Regions from separate parts of the Danio rerio genome. Here region 2 is linked to region 1. The links are chromatin contacts, called in public HiChIP or PLAC-seq maps. All regions are on one chromosome and are shown on one strand. Each heading gives the region's core, a stretch centred on a gene start, on an enhancer-like site or on the middle of the called end of the contact. The rest is flanking DNA. Distances are from core to core; before and after follow the strand shown. Region 1 holds the start of hsp90aa1.2 (heat shock protein 90, alpha (cytosolic), class A member 1, tandem duplicate 2). Region 2 holds the start of yy1b (YY1 transcription factor b).

What was found. HiChIP or PLAC-seq counts read pairs in DNA pulled down with a chosen protein or histone mark.
Region 2: an H3K4me3 HiChIP or PLAC-seq map of gastrula embryo shows a contact between it and region 1, with 4 times the contacts expected there. The contact joins the promoter of yy1b here to the promoter of hsp90aa1.2 in region 1. A contact is called at or near these places in 2 of 4 datasets of contacts at active chromatin or transcription factors (embryo and gastrula embryo).

What each region holds. Positions count from the first base shown.
Region 1 is chr20:57,483,520-57,489,385 of GRCz12tu, forward strand. It overlaps hsp90aa1.2 (heat shock protein 90, alpha (cytosolic), class A member 1, tandem duplicate 2), which reads right to left and starts at 4,080. Exons shown (of 11, transcript NM_001045073.1): 1 at 3,898-4,080; 2 at 2,328-2,483; 3 at 459-825. The coding sequence starts at 2,483. hsp90aa1.1 (heat shock protein 90, alpha (cytosolic), class A member 1, tandem duplicate 1) reads right to left here. Exons shown (of 11, transcript NM_131328.2): 10 at 5,791-5,866; 11 at 4,779-5,092. The coding sequence ends at 4,983.
Region 2 is chr20:58,304,577-58,311,130 of GRCz12tu, forward strand. It overlaps yy1b (YY1 transcription factor b), which reads right to left and starts at 2,938. Exons shown (of 5, transcript NM_213120.1): 1 at 2,331-2,938; 2 at 285-441. The coding sequence starts at 2,835. evlb (Enah/Vasp-like b) reads right to left here. Exons shown (of 13, transcript NM_205633.1): 13 at 3,931-4,638. The coding sequence ends at 4,601.

The DNA of each region.
Region 1 (5,866 bases), core at 2,830-5,329:
TTATGATAGATTTATGACAAGTTCTGTTGTCTTGGTAACCTCAATTTGTCATATGAAGACAAAAACAGGTTGTGACTTATTTGTTTATGTCAAGTTTTTATAACAACCAATGTCATCTTTGCATTTAAAATAAAAAATATATTAAATGCTAATATTAAAGGTTAATTTCGACCATATATATATATACATATATATATATCATTATTAATTCCAAATTTAGTTACATCACAGTTGTAATTTTTTTTTTTTTTGTATTAAAAGAAAAGTTCTGCTGAATAAAAAGTATAGATTATGTTTGGCTTTTGACACATTATTAATTTAAAACATGTGGCTAGGAAATAACTACTAACTTAAATTAATTTGAACCATCCATTGACATCAAATTTTAGGACCAAAAAATGCCATTATATCATTATGCAAAGCATCTGTGCATGTCATTAAAAATGCGGGTTACTTACAGTTATCCACTTTGACAGTGAACGATCCGCCAGCAGACGATTCCCACGCGTACTGCTCATCATCGAGATGTTTGGTGATGACCGTCACTTTCTCGGCCACCAGATACGCAGAATAAAAGCCCACACCGAACTGACCGATCATAGAAATGTCCGCTCCGGCCTGCAGAGCCTCCATGAAGGCCTTTGTGCCGGATTTAGCGATGGTGCCCAGATTGTTGATCAGGTCGGCTTTGGTCATGCCGATGCCGGTGTCGATGATGGTCAGCGTGCGCTCTTCTTTGTTGGGAATGATTTCGATTTTAAGGTCTTTTCCTGAGTCCAGCTTGCTTGGGTCTGTGAGACTTTCATAGCGGATTTTGTCCAAAGCCTGATAGAAAATTAAGAGAGTTCATTTTAGTTGCATGTTATCAAACAGTATGAAACAATGGTGGAAATAAACTGATACGTTTTTAATATTATTTAACACAAATTTTTTACTTATAGCTACTTAAAGGAAACCTATTACGCCCCTTTTTACAAGATATAAAATAAGTTTCTGAGGTCCCTAGAGTGTGTATATAAAGTAGAGTTGCACAATATTGGAAAAATCTAACATTGGGATATTTTTTACTTTGAATTAATATCTCTATTTTGAAAGAATCTAATGTTAGATCGATTGGCATGACTCTGCAGTAAGAGTGCATCTGCATAAAATCTAATAAACAATCTATGAACTTTCTGGGGACCTCCGACACATTTCCGTTGTGGTCTGTGCTATCTCTGTATTTGCATGTGCTGTGAGTATTTGTATGCATAGCAATCTATAAATATAATCAAGAAAAAGATACAGTTGAAATAAAGTGTTTTATCGTGGCCTGAGTCTAACAGTATTGAAGTACGATAACTGAATGATGAAAATAAAAACAATTTCATAAAATTAATTGTAGTTAAGATCATAAATGGGACAGTTTTTCATAACTGAATGCTTTTAAAATCATTATACACTTACATGCATTAAAAAGACACGCAAATGAAAAATTATAATAGAAACTCAACATTGCATATCCTCTGATGTGACTATTGCGAATGATCACATTGCGATATCGATGCTGAAATTTTATATTGTGCAGCCTTAATATGAAGGTTACAAATATTTCATTTTCACTGGATTCTCATTGACTGCCAGTGTTTTATAAAATCCTTCTAAAGAGACAATATCAATATTTACGATATAATATATGACTATATTTATCTTCATTAATGAAGTTGTGCTGAGCTATTCTTTAACACTTTCAACCATTTTTACATCTAAAACTGATGTCAGAATTATTAGTCCTCCAGTTCAATATTATTTCTTTTACATTTTCTACAGAATTTCTATTTAACAGAGACAATTTTGCAAACATATTTTATACATAATATTTTTAATAACTCATTTCTAATTTCTTTAATCCTAATATTAGACTAGATATTCTTTAAGAAACGAGTATTCAGCTTAAAGTGACATTTAAAGGCTTCACTAAGGTAATTAGGGTAAAGTTAGGGTAATTAGGCAAGTCAGTGTATAACAGTGGTTTGTTCTGGAGACAATCCAACACTAACTTTGCTGAAGGGGGCTGAAGTTTTTATTCTAGCCACAATAAAACAAATAAGACTTACTTCAGAAGAAAAAAATATTATAGGAAATTCTGTGAAAAATTGCTGAATCTGTTAAACATCATTTGGGAGACATTTAAAATAAAAATTCACAGGAGCGCGAATAATTCTGACTTTAACTGCGTATCTCTATCGTTATAATGCTTGGTATGAACAGGCCTTTACAAGCTGAAAACCCCTCAGTTTTTTATCTTTGTTTGTACTTTTCCTGCAAGTGTGGAGTGATAAACGTACATCAGAGGAGTTGGAGATGAGCTCTCGGAGGAAGATCTCCTTGTTGGAGTAGAAGGTGTTGATGATCAGAGACATGAGCTGAGCGATCTCAGCCTGAAACGCAAACGTCTCCACCTCCTCATCCTCCATCATCTGCTGCTCGTGAGCCTCAGGCATCTAAAATGAAGGAAAAAATTACTATATTCAAATAAAATTTTAGTATTAAAAAATCATTTAAACTCAATGTCTGTAAAATATTCTATATAGATGTCAGGACTATGCATTTCACACTCTACAAATATATATAAAATAAAAAATAAAAACAATAAAACAATGAAAAAAAATTATGAAATGTATGACACTGTGTCTGTATGTTGTGTTTTACTTGTTTATTGTTGATCTGTGTGCTTTATTTTGTTAACGTATATGATGTGTGTTCAATCTATTCTACTCATTTAGACTTTGGAAAAAAGGCACATTCAATCATCTTTGAAGTTACAATAATTGACAATAATTTATTAATGAAGATAAATCATTTAATATTGTATTAATAAATGAAGATATAAGAAACTAAATAGGATAATATGCAAATAAAATGTAAAAACTGAGCAGTTTACGATACACTGAAGCACATGACGCCTCACAACCAGACTTAATTCGAACAGAACAGAGTTATATTAAAAATATAATGTAATGTAATTTATTTTTATTTAATGCCATGTCTGTACCAAAGGCTATTTTCATGGCAGGAATATTTCAATAATAAATATATTATTAAAAATCGAAAGAAACCATAAATTAAATAAGATTTTTAGTGTAAATACATGATAAAAAATATTCTAAAATCTTTTCTGGTGTCACTCTGCAAAAGATGTCCTCAAGAGAGTTCATTTATATTAAGCATAAAAACACATGAATTGTGTCCAGAACACACTGTTCGCACGTTTCCTCCGAGTGCGCGCCCCCTGCCGTTGAGAGCGCGCATAACCAGCTTCTAGAAGCTACCAAACTCTCCGTTCATTAACATGGAGCGCATCACATCACCTAACTGTAAATAAAACACAAATATGCGTATGACACACTGCAATTACAATAAATACCCGGTAATTCACACCTAATTAAACTTCCAAATGTTTGCCAACGTTATATTATTAGCGTGCACGTTCACAGTTAGCATATTTAAATAAACATGCACTTATAATAATAGCATACCGTCAAATCTACTTGCTCAAATGCTTGCACGACACGTTTATTGATCGTAAATCTTTTAATAGCTTGGTTTAATCTGATGTAAATCCTCTCTGAGGTAAAACTGATCAACTCCAGATGGTCCCGAGGACTTAATTCAAGTAGCTGTCATATCACTATTAAAGTTAACCCACTTTAAATATATTAACAGTGAATCAAAAGTGGAGCAAAACCTCTAAACTTGCACATTATTCACATTTGCTTACATACAAATGATAATTCGTTATGTAATTAGCATCGCAACCGTCATATAAACGTAAGTTGACAAATTAATTAAATGCGATTAAACGTCAATATAACGTTGGAGTATTTAGATGCTGACATGTTTATAATTGCTTCTTACCTCGAGTGGTTTATTCTGAGAGTTTCTTTGTTGAATTATTCGCTGTATTTCCTCTTCTCCAGCGTCAGCGGGTTCTAGTCGCTCTCGAGTCCGCTGGCGAGCTTATATACACGGGCAGAGATTGTTCGAGAAGCCGCCGGATCTCCTGAACCCTCTCGAAGCTTCTTAACGCTTTTCCAATAGAAGAAGAGGGAGGGACCTGGCTGTCAATCAAACACTACAACGGCTGAAGGGGCGGTGCTAAGACTGAGGTGCATGAATTTTCTAGATCGCTCTCAAATTCTGACTGAAAAGTTGAGGTCGTTTTTAATATAATTAAAAGAATTAGTTCAACCCAAATATTTTAATTTTGTCGTTATGTACTCACCCCCAAAACCTTTATCTGTTGAACATAAAGATATACAGAACAATGTTGAAAAAAAGAACAAGCAGTAAACCTAACAGACTTAAACAGTATATTTTGGGTTGTTGCTATAAGTGTTTACAGCTACAACTTAAAACTATTTCAATTTTACTTATTAAATTACCATATTAAACTGTGTTTTACTAACGTCTACACCAATTACAACCTTAAACATACCCTTTACAGCTAATTATTGTGAGTATGTGTCACAAAAATAGTGCTATAATTGATATATGGATGTATTCTTAACATAGTTTTCGTTTCTACTATAGATTTGAATGGCTGCTTTTGGTCAATAATCTTTAGAATATCTTATTTTTGGGTTCAAGAGAAGAAAGAAACTTTTATAAGTTTTAAAAGTAAATTGTGAGGTAATTTATTTATTGGGTGAGCTGTCCCTTTAATACGCTAGATTTTAATATTTCTCAATATAATGATAGCAAGGAATTGTGGCAAAATAAAAACGAACGTCAGATCCTTTATTTATAAGGAGTCATTTATTAAAAACGTTCAGCTTAGGTTTACAAAAAGAAAGTTTGAATTATAAAATGCAAGAGCAGACACACAAGGCAATTACAAGGACTTTAAAGTAGCTAACATTCACTGTGATATGTCTGGATTGTTTTATACAAAAACAATAAATTACATTACATTACGGATTTTATTTGTACACTAAAACTCTTTAGTCGACTTCCTCCATTCTCGAAGTGTCGTCGTCTCCCTCCAGAACGGGCATATCTTCTTCAGCGGGTTGAGAGATTTCCTCGACCACAGAGTCATCGTCATCGATGCCTACAGAAAAACACATTAAATATAATTAAATCTTTCTGTTTCGAGGGATTCGAACTCGGGACGCCCTGACATGCTACTACACAATATGTCGGCGTGTAACCTATGGCTGTAACAGCCTGAAGGCAAGCAGTCTGGGCTTATGCATCCAGAGCGCGCTATTACTTACAGCCAATCAAACAGTTTGGTGTTTCGTTATAATTGGTCAGAGCTTTCAACGCCCCTTTTTCAACACAGAGCCCACCTTACTGCTTTAATCAATTCATAAATCGTACAAAAGAAAATCAAAAACAAATGTATATACTGCTGTCTTTTTGACTGGGTGGGAAAGACAGACATTTGGGTTGGTTGAGCCCACCCCTGCCCATGCCTAGAGCCGGCCCTGCTATGAATACTTTTTAAAATATCATAATTTTTTTACTGTAATTTGTCAAAAAATTCATTTATAAAAAGTGAAATAATGAATTACTTAAGAAATCCCCCATCCAAAAGGCCCATTTTTATATAAAACTATTAATATTAATAGTAATTATTCTTCATTATTAAGTATTAATAATATTTATAATAATAATAATTATTATGAATAAATAATAATTAAGTATTCTTCTCATAGTTAGGCCCCCCATACATGCAATACACAAATCCAACTGTGACTATATTATATAATAAAGTTCTCTAGCTTCTGTAGCCATCAGACTTACCAAGTCCGAGTTTGATCATCCTGTAGATGCGGTTTGCATGAGTCTGTGGGTCGTCCAGTGTGAAGCCTGAGGATAA
Region 2 (6,554 bases), core at 1,688-4,187, 820 kb after region 1:
AATTACAGCTCTCTGCACCACATTTACAGAGCTGATTCATTTCTGACCCTGACAAACACACACACACACACACACGTGCACATAGACAGACGCATGCACACACACACTCATAAGCAAAGACACAAAGAAATGCATGTGCACACACGCACATATGTGCACACACAAACAGACACACAGGCATGAACACACACCCACTCGAGTATGTGCACAAACAAACATGCACAAGCACGCACACACACAGTAGAGCGGTAGTGTTGTGGGTCAGTGTGCGCGCTGTCTCTGACCTGGCGAACTCCGCCAGCTGTTTGGGGTCGGACAGGTCGATGCCTGGGATGCCGCCGGGCGGGAGCTTCTTCCCGGTCATGTACTCGGAGTAATCAGGTGGAGAGTTTTCCCCGATGATGTGCTCCTCCACCTCATGCTCCAGCTCCTTCTTATCATCTGAAAGAAAGCATGAAGCGCTTCAGTGGATGATGAGGATCTACAGCATGGCTCCATCACTGATCACAGCACTCTGCCTGTCACAACACATCATCTTTATTCTGTAATACAAGGTCTGAGAAATTAATCTGATGTTATTCTGACCATTTACACCACTGCTTATGAGTATACAGCAGCATTAATATTGTAAATCTAATGTAAACAGATCTGGGGCCTCATGTATCAACGCTGCGTACGCACAAAAACTTTGTGTACGACAGGTTTCACGCTCACGCTTGGATTTACTAACAATGAAATGAACGTGGGAATGTGCGCTGGTCGACGCCAACTTCATGCCTGGCGTACGTGCGCTCAGTTTCACGTTCATTTGGATGTACAAAGAGAATATGCCTGGAATTCGGCGTACGCAGTGTTTCATATCATACATCTGAATTTTTTACACATTTACAGCTTTGTGCGTACGCAGTGTTTTAGTTTGATTTCAACGCAAGTCTTTGTACACGAGGCCCCAGATGTTGTCCACATTTATGCAAGCATGATGGCCGATATTTCGATAATGCCTCAGCAAAAATAGCTGACCTCATGTCCATGTATAGCTCAATTGATCCAATGATTGATTACAAGGCATTGTATAACCACAACAAACTAGCCCAGTAGCACTAGTAAACCAACTCCACATTGTTTAACCACAGTAGACTACTCCCACAGTGCTAGTTAACAGACTCTAATCTGGCTCAACAACACTAATATTAGTTAACAGACTCCACATTGTATAACTAGATCTAACTAGTCCCGAAGCGCTAGTTAAAACTGTTAAACATCTATCAGCACTGGTTAACAGACTGGTTATCCACAGACTAAACCACACCAGACTAACTGTTACTCCCACAATACTAGTTAACAGACTCACCATTAACAAACCAAGCTAGACCTGCAACATAAGGACCCAAAATTAAATACACCAGTGTCCAGACTAACTTATTACCACATTACTGGTTAACAGACTTAACAATATTTAACCACACCAGAGTCCAGACTAACTTATTACCACAGTACTAGTTAATAGACTTTACAATATTTAACCACACCAGAGTCCAGACTAACTTATTACCACAGTACTAGATAACAGACTTTACAATATTTAACCACACCAGAGTCAAGACTAACTTATTACCACAGTACTAGTTAACAGACTTTACAATATTTAACCACACCAGAGTCCAGACTAACTTATTACCACAGTACTAGTTAACAGACTTTACAATATTTAACCACACCAGAGTCCAGACTAACTTATTACCACAGTACTAGTTAACAGACTCCGCATTGAAACAATACCAGACTAGTACAGAAGCACTAGCTAACTAACTTTACATTGTATGACCACACAAAACTAGTCCAGTAGCACTGGTTTACAGACTCTATACAGTTTAATACCACCAGACTGTCTCCACAGCACTAGTAACCGACTCATAATCGTTACCATTATCAGACCAAGCTAACCTCGCAGTACAGACTCCATGTTATTTAACCTACCTTTCCAAACTAGTAGCACTAGTTAACGCTCTTTTACCGCAGCGGTTCCGCGAACTCTTCAGTATCAGCCGTTAAAATAAACGGATAACCGTCACACTTGCTCATATTTTTGAATCCAGAATGGCGCGCGCGGGCTCAGCTCAACCCGCGGGTCTGTTAAACGGTCGCTTTTCGCGGCCTGCACACACACAGCTGCAGCGCACTCGCGCCATCTTCCAGCCGCGCACCGACGCCATCTTTACGGGCGGCCATAGTGGACTCGGGGAACATGGCGGCGCCCATCACCAGCGACAAACATGGCCTCCGACCAAAACAAAAACACTCGGAACGAGTGCAGGAGTCTGCCCACTCACCCGACGCCCACATGGTGACGGAGAACTCCCCCTCCAGAGTCTTGATCTGCACCTGCTTCTGCTCCCATTTCCTCCCGCTGGACTCCGCCGCGCTCAAGTAACTCTTCTTGCCGGTTTTCTTGCCTCCCGCTGCCGCCCTCCGTCCCGCACGCCCCCCGGAGCTCCTGCCCGCGACCGTCAGCAGCGTCTGGCCGATGTACTGTGCGTCTGCGCCGGGTGTGGGCACCGGGATGAGGATCTGCTCCTCGAAGGCGTCCCCGCGCAGCTCCGCGTCCTCTCCGACCACCTCCTCGCGGGTCTGCAGCAGGATGACGCCCGGTTCCCCGTCCCCGGTGTGCAGCGGCTGCAGCGCGATCATGGCCGGCTCCTCTTCGTCCTCATCTTCATCTTCTCCGCCGATGACGGTGGTCTCGATGGTCTCCACCTCGATCTCCTGCAGCTCCACCAGCTCCGCGGGCACCGCCGCGCCTTCCGCCTCGATGTACAGCGTCTCGCCGGACGCCATCGTTAACCGTGTGCCGCTGTCACGGAGCGGTTCCGTACACGCACTATTTCCCACACACACCCCCTAACCCGCGCACACACTCCGGTGTACAAACAACTGCTCCAGCGATTCACGGCTCCATGCGCACTGCCGCCACATCTCGCGAGAACAGAGTAAAGATCCACGGCTCTATGCGGACCGCGTCCAAATCTCGCGAGAACACAGAGTGTAAACAACAGCTTTACCACTCTTCTCTTCTTTTCAACTCATTAAACTTGTTAACGTGTTAAAAGCCCTACATTCGGAACCTGTTTATATGGATTTATTACTATAAACAACTCTATAAACGCTAATAAATGTCACTAGTAACTCGTGTGTGTGTAAATGTGTTTTATATATGTAATTAATATATAAATCATCCATATTTATTAGATTATCTGTACTTTTTAATATAAAAAATAATAATTATAAGCAAAAAGTAAATTAGTTTGACTGTACAATATTACATACAGTTGATTATATTATGATGCGGGCTAAAAATAACATTATGCACATCTAAACTGAAAACAAACTTGTTTAAATGTCTTTCATATGTATATATTTAAACTATATTACATAACTGTAGTATTTAAAAAGCAGATTTACACTGTATTAATGTTAGCTACGCCTGTGTTTGACACACACTGAAGTATGAGTTATATGGTAATTCTTATTTTAGATTCGTGGCTTTCTATAATCAGACAGAGTTATTAATAGCACACACACACACTCGCCTCATAAACAGATGAAAGTCAGTGTTTCTGGCGTCTTCTTCCTCTCCTGACGTCTCTAACAGGTCAGTGGTGTTATTAATCTGAGTGTTCCTCTATTCCTCATATCCTCAGCTTCAGCGCGCACACACACACACACACACACACACACACACACACACACACACAGATAAAGACACACTCATCCAAGACAAGACATCCTTCACAGTTTATTTCAGTTCCTTTTCAATGCCATGTATATCTTTTATTCCTTTATTTATTAATTTTTATTTATTTATTTTCAAACCAGGAAGCACTTGGTCAGAAAAAAGAAAAGATTAAAACAGAACAATACGTCACCACATCCTTGCAGCCAATAAACATTTTATTAACAACATGATCACAAATACTCCGATGTTTGTTCATTAGACTGAAATAACTGAAGAACTCCTGCGCATCACCTCAGATTAAAAAACTCCTATTAAATACATATTCCATGGCAAAAAAAAAGGATTAAAAAAACTTTTTTAAAAAAGTAGTGAGAGAGGTATGAGAAATGTGCTCAGGGAAATCAAAAGGCTAATTCTGACGTGATGTGCAAATATATTATTATTATCATCATTATTATTATTATTATTATTATTAATTCCTACAGGTCTACCTACATCAACACACTGCTACTGCCACTACTACTAAAACAACAACTACTGTAATAATAATAATAATAATATGCATAATAATAACAATGACAAAATGAAAATACCTAAAATGACATGACGTTTTTTCTATTTTCTTCAGTTTCTGCAAAAGACTTTGAAAAGACTGCCACCGAAGATCAACTCGTACCAGAAAACAGTAAGGTCAGTGCAAGTGTCCTTCATTCCACGTAACACATCTAAGGTTGCTGCAACGTTGCAGACATGTTAGAGCAGCGTTTGCTTTAATACGGCTGTAACGCTGCCGGCGGCTTCAGTGGTCGGCTACAGCAGGATCTGCGGGGCTCTCAGAAAAGATGGAGGACCAGGGAATTATGGACATTATGTCGTGCTAATTCTACTGAGTTCATGTCTAATGGCTGAAAAACAAGACAAAAAAAATCATTTGAGTCATCACTGCATATACATTTAGTCACGTCGTTTAGAACCAGTAGCTGATTACAGTTCAAAAGTAATCTAAATGTAATCCAAAAGTAGTCAGATTACTTTAGCATAAGTGTCTAATCTAGCAATTCATATTACTGACTACAAATTTAATCATGTCATTTATATTAAGTTATTGACTGCTGTTAATCTAAATGTTAATCTAAATAAGTAATCTAAATGTAATCCAAAAGTAGTCCGATTACTTTATTGTAAAAGATAACAGATTATATACCTTTAGCTTCACACTCTTCAGATCTAACATTTCATGACATATCCAGAGCTGGATAATAGCTATTAATACATGTAATCTGGATTATGTAATCAGATTACAAATATCAGAATATAAATTCGTGTAAACTACTTTTTCAAATACTCATAATCAAAAAGCAATCTACATGTAATCCAAAAGTACCCAGATTACATTACCATTAATGTGTAATCTACCAGATTATTTTACTGGTGACACATCTAATCATGTAATTTATATTAAGTATCTGATTGCAGTTAAAAAGTAATCTAAATATAATCTAAAGGTAGTCCGATTACTTTACCATTAATGTGTAATCTCACGAACCATATTAATGAAACCACACTATCTTCAGATCTAATATTCCACAGCATACCCAGATCTGGATATTAGCTATTAATATATGTAATCTGGATTATTTAATCAGATTACAAAATAAAAGTAATTAGAGTAAACTACTTATATTAAATACCCATAATCAAAAGTAATCTAAATGTAGTCCAAAAGTAGTCAGATTACTTAAGCGTAAAAGTTTAATCTAACAGATTTTATTACTGTAGCTACACACTCTTCAGATCTAACGTTTCATGACATATGCAGAGCTGGACAATAGCAGATTATACTGTATGTAATCTGGATTATGTAATCAGATTACAAAAATCAGGTAATTCGTGTAAACTACTTCTTAAATTCTCATAATCAAAAAGTAATCTACATGTAATCCAAAAGTACCCAGATTACATTACCATTAATGTGTAATTTAGCAGATTATATTACTGACGACACATCTAATCATGTAATTTATATTAAGTATCTGATTGCAGTTTAAAAGTAATCTAAATGTAATCCAAAAAGTAGTCAGATTACTTTACCATTAATGTGTAATCTAAGAATCATATTACTGAAGCTACACACTCTTCAGATCTAATGTTTCATGGCATATCCAGAGCTGGATAATCGCAGATTATATGTAATCTGGATTATGTAATTAGATTACAAACTACCCAATACCCATAATCAAAAAAGTTATCTACAGTAGGTGTAATTTAAACGTACTCAGATTATCATAAATGACTGATCTAAAAGATTATCTCACTGACTACAATTTTAGTCATATAATTGATATCTGACTACAGTTCAAATGTAATCTAAATGTAATCCAAAAGTAGTCAGATTACCATAAACACGTCATCTAGAACAGATTATATTACTGAAGCTACACACTCTTCAGGTCTTATATTTCACGACATATCTAGAGCGGGATAATCGATTATTTAATCAGATTACAAAATTAAAGTAATTAGAATAAACTACTTACATTAAATACCCATAATCAAAAAATAATCTACAAGTAATCCAAAATACTCAGATTACTTTACCATAAATGTGTAATATAGCAGATTATAGTTCAAAAGTAATCCAAAAGTAGTCAGATTACTTTAGCGTAAAAGTGTAATCTAACAGATTATATTACTGAAGCTTTACACTCTTCAGATCTAACATTTCATGACATATCCAGAGCTGGATAATAGCTATTAATATTTGTAATCTGAATTATGTAACCAGATACCAAAAAATCAGGTAATTAGTGTAATCTTTTTA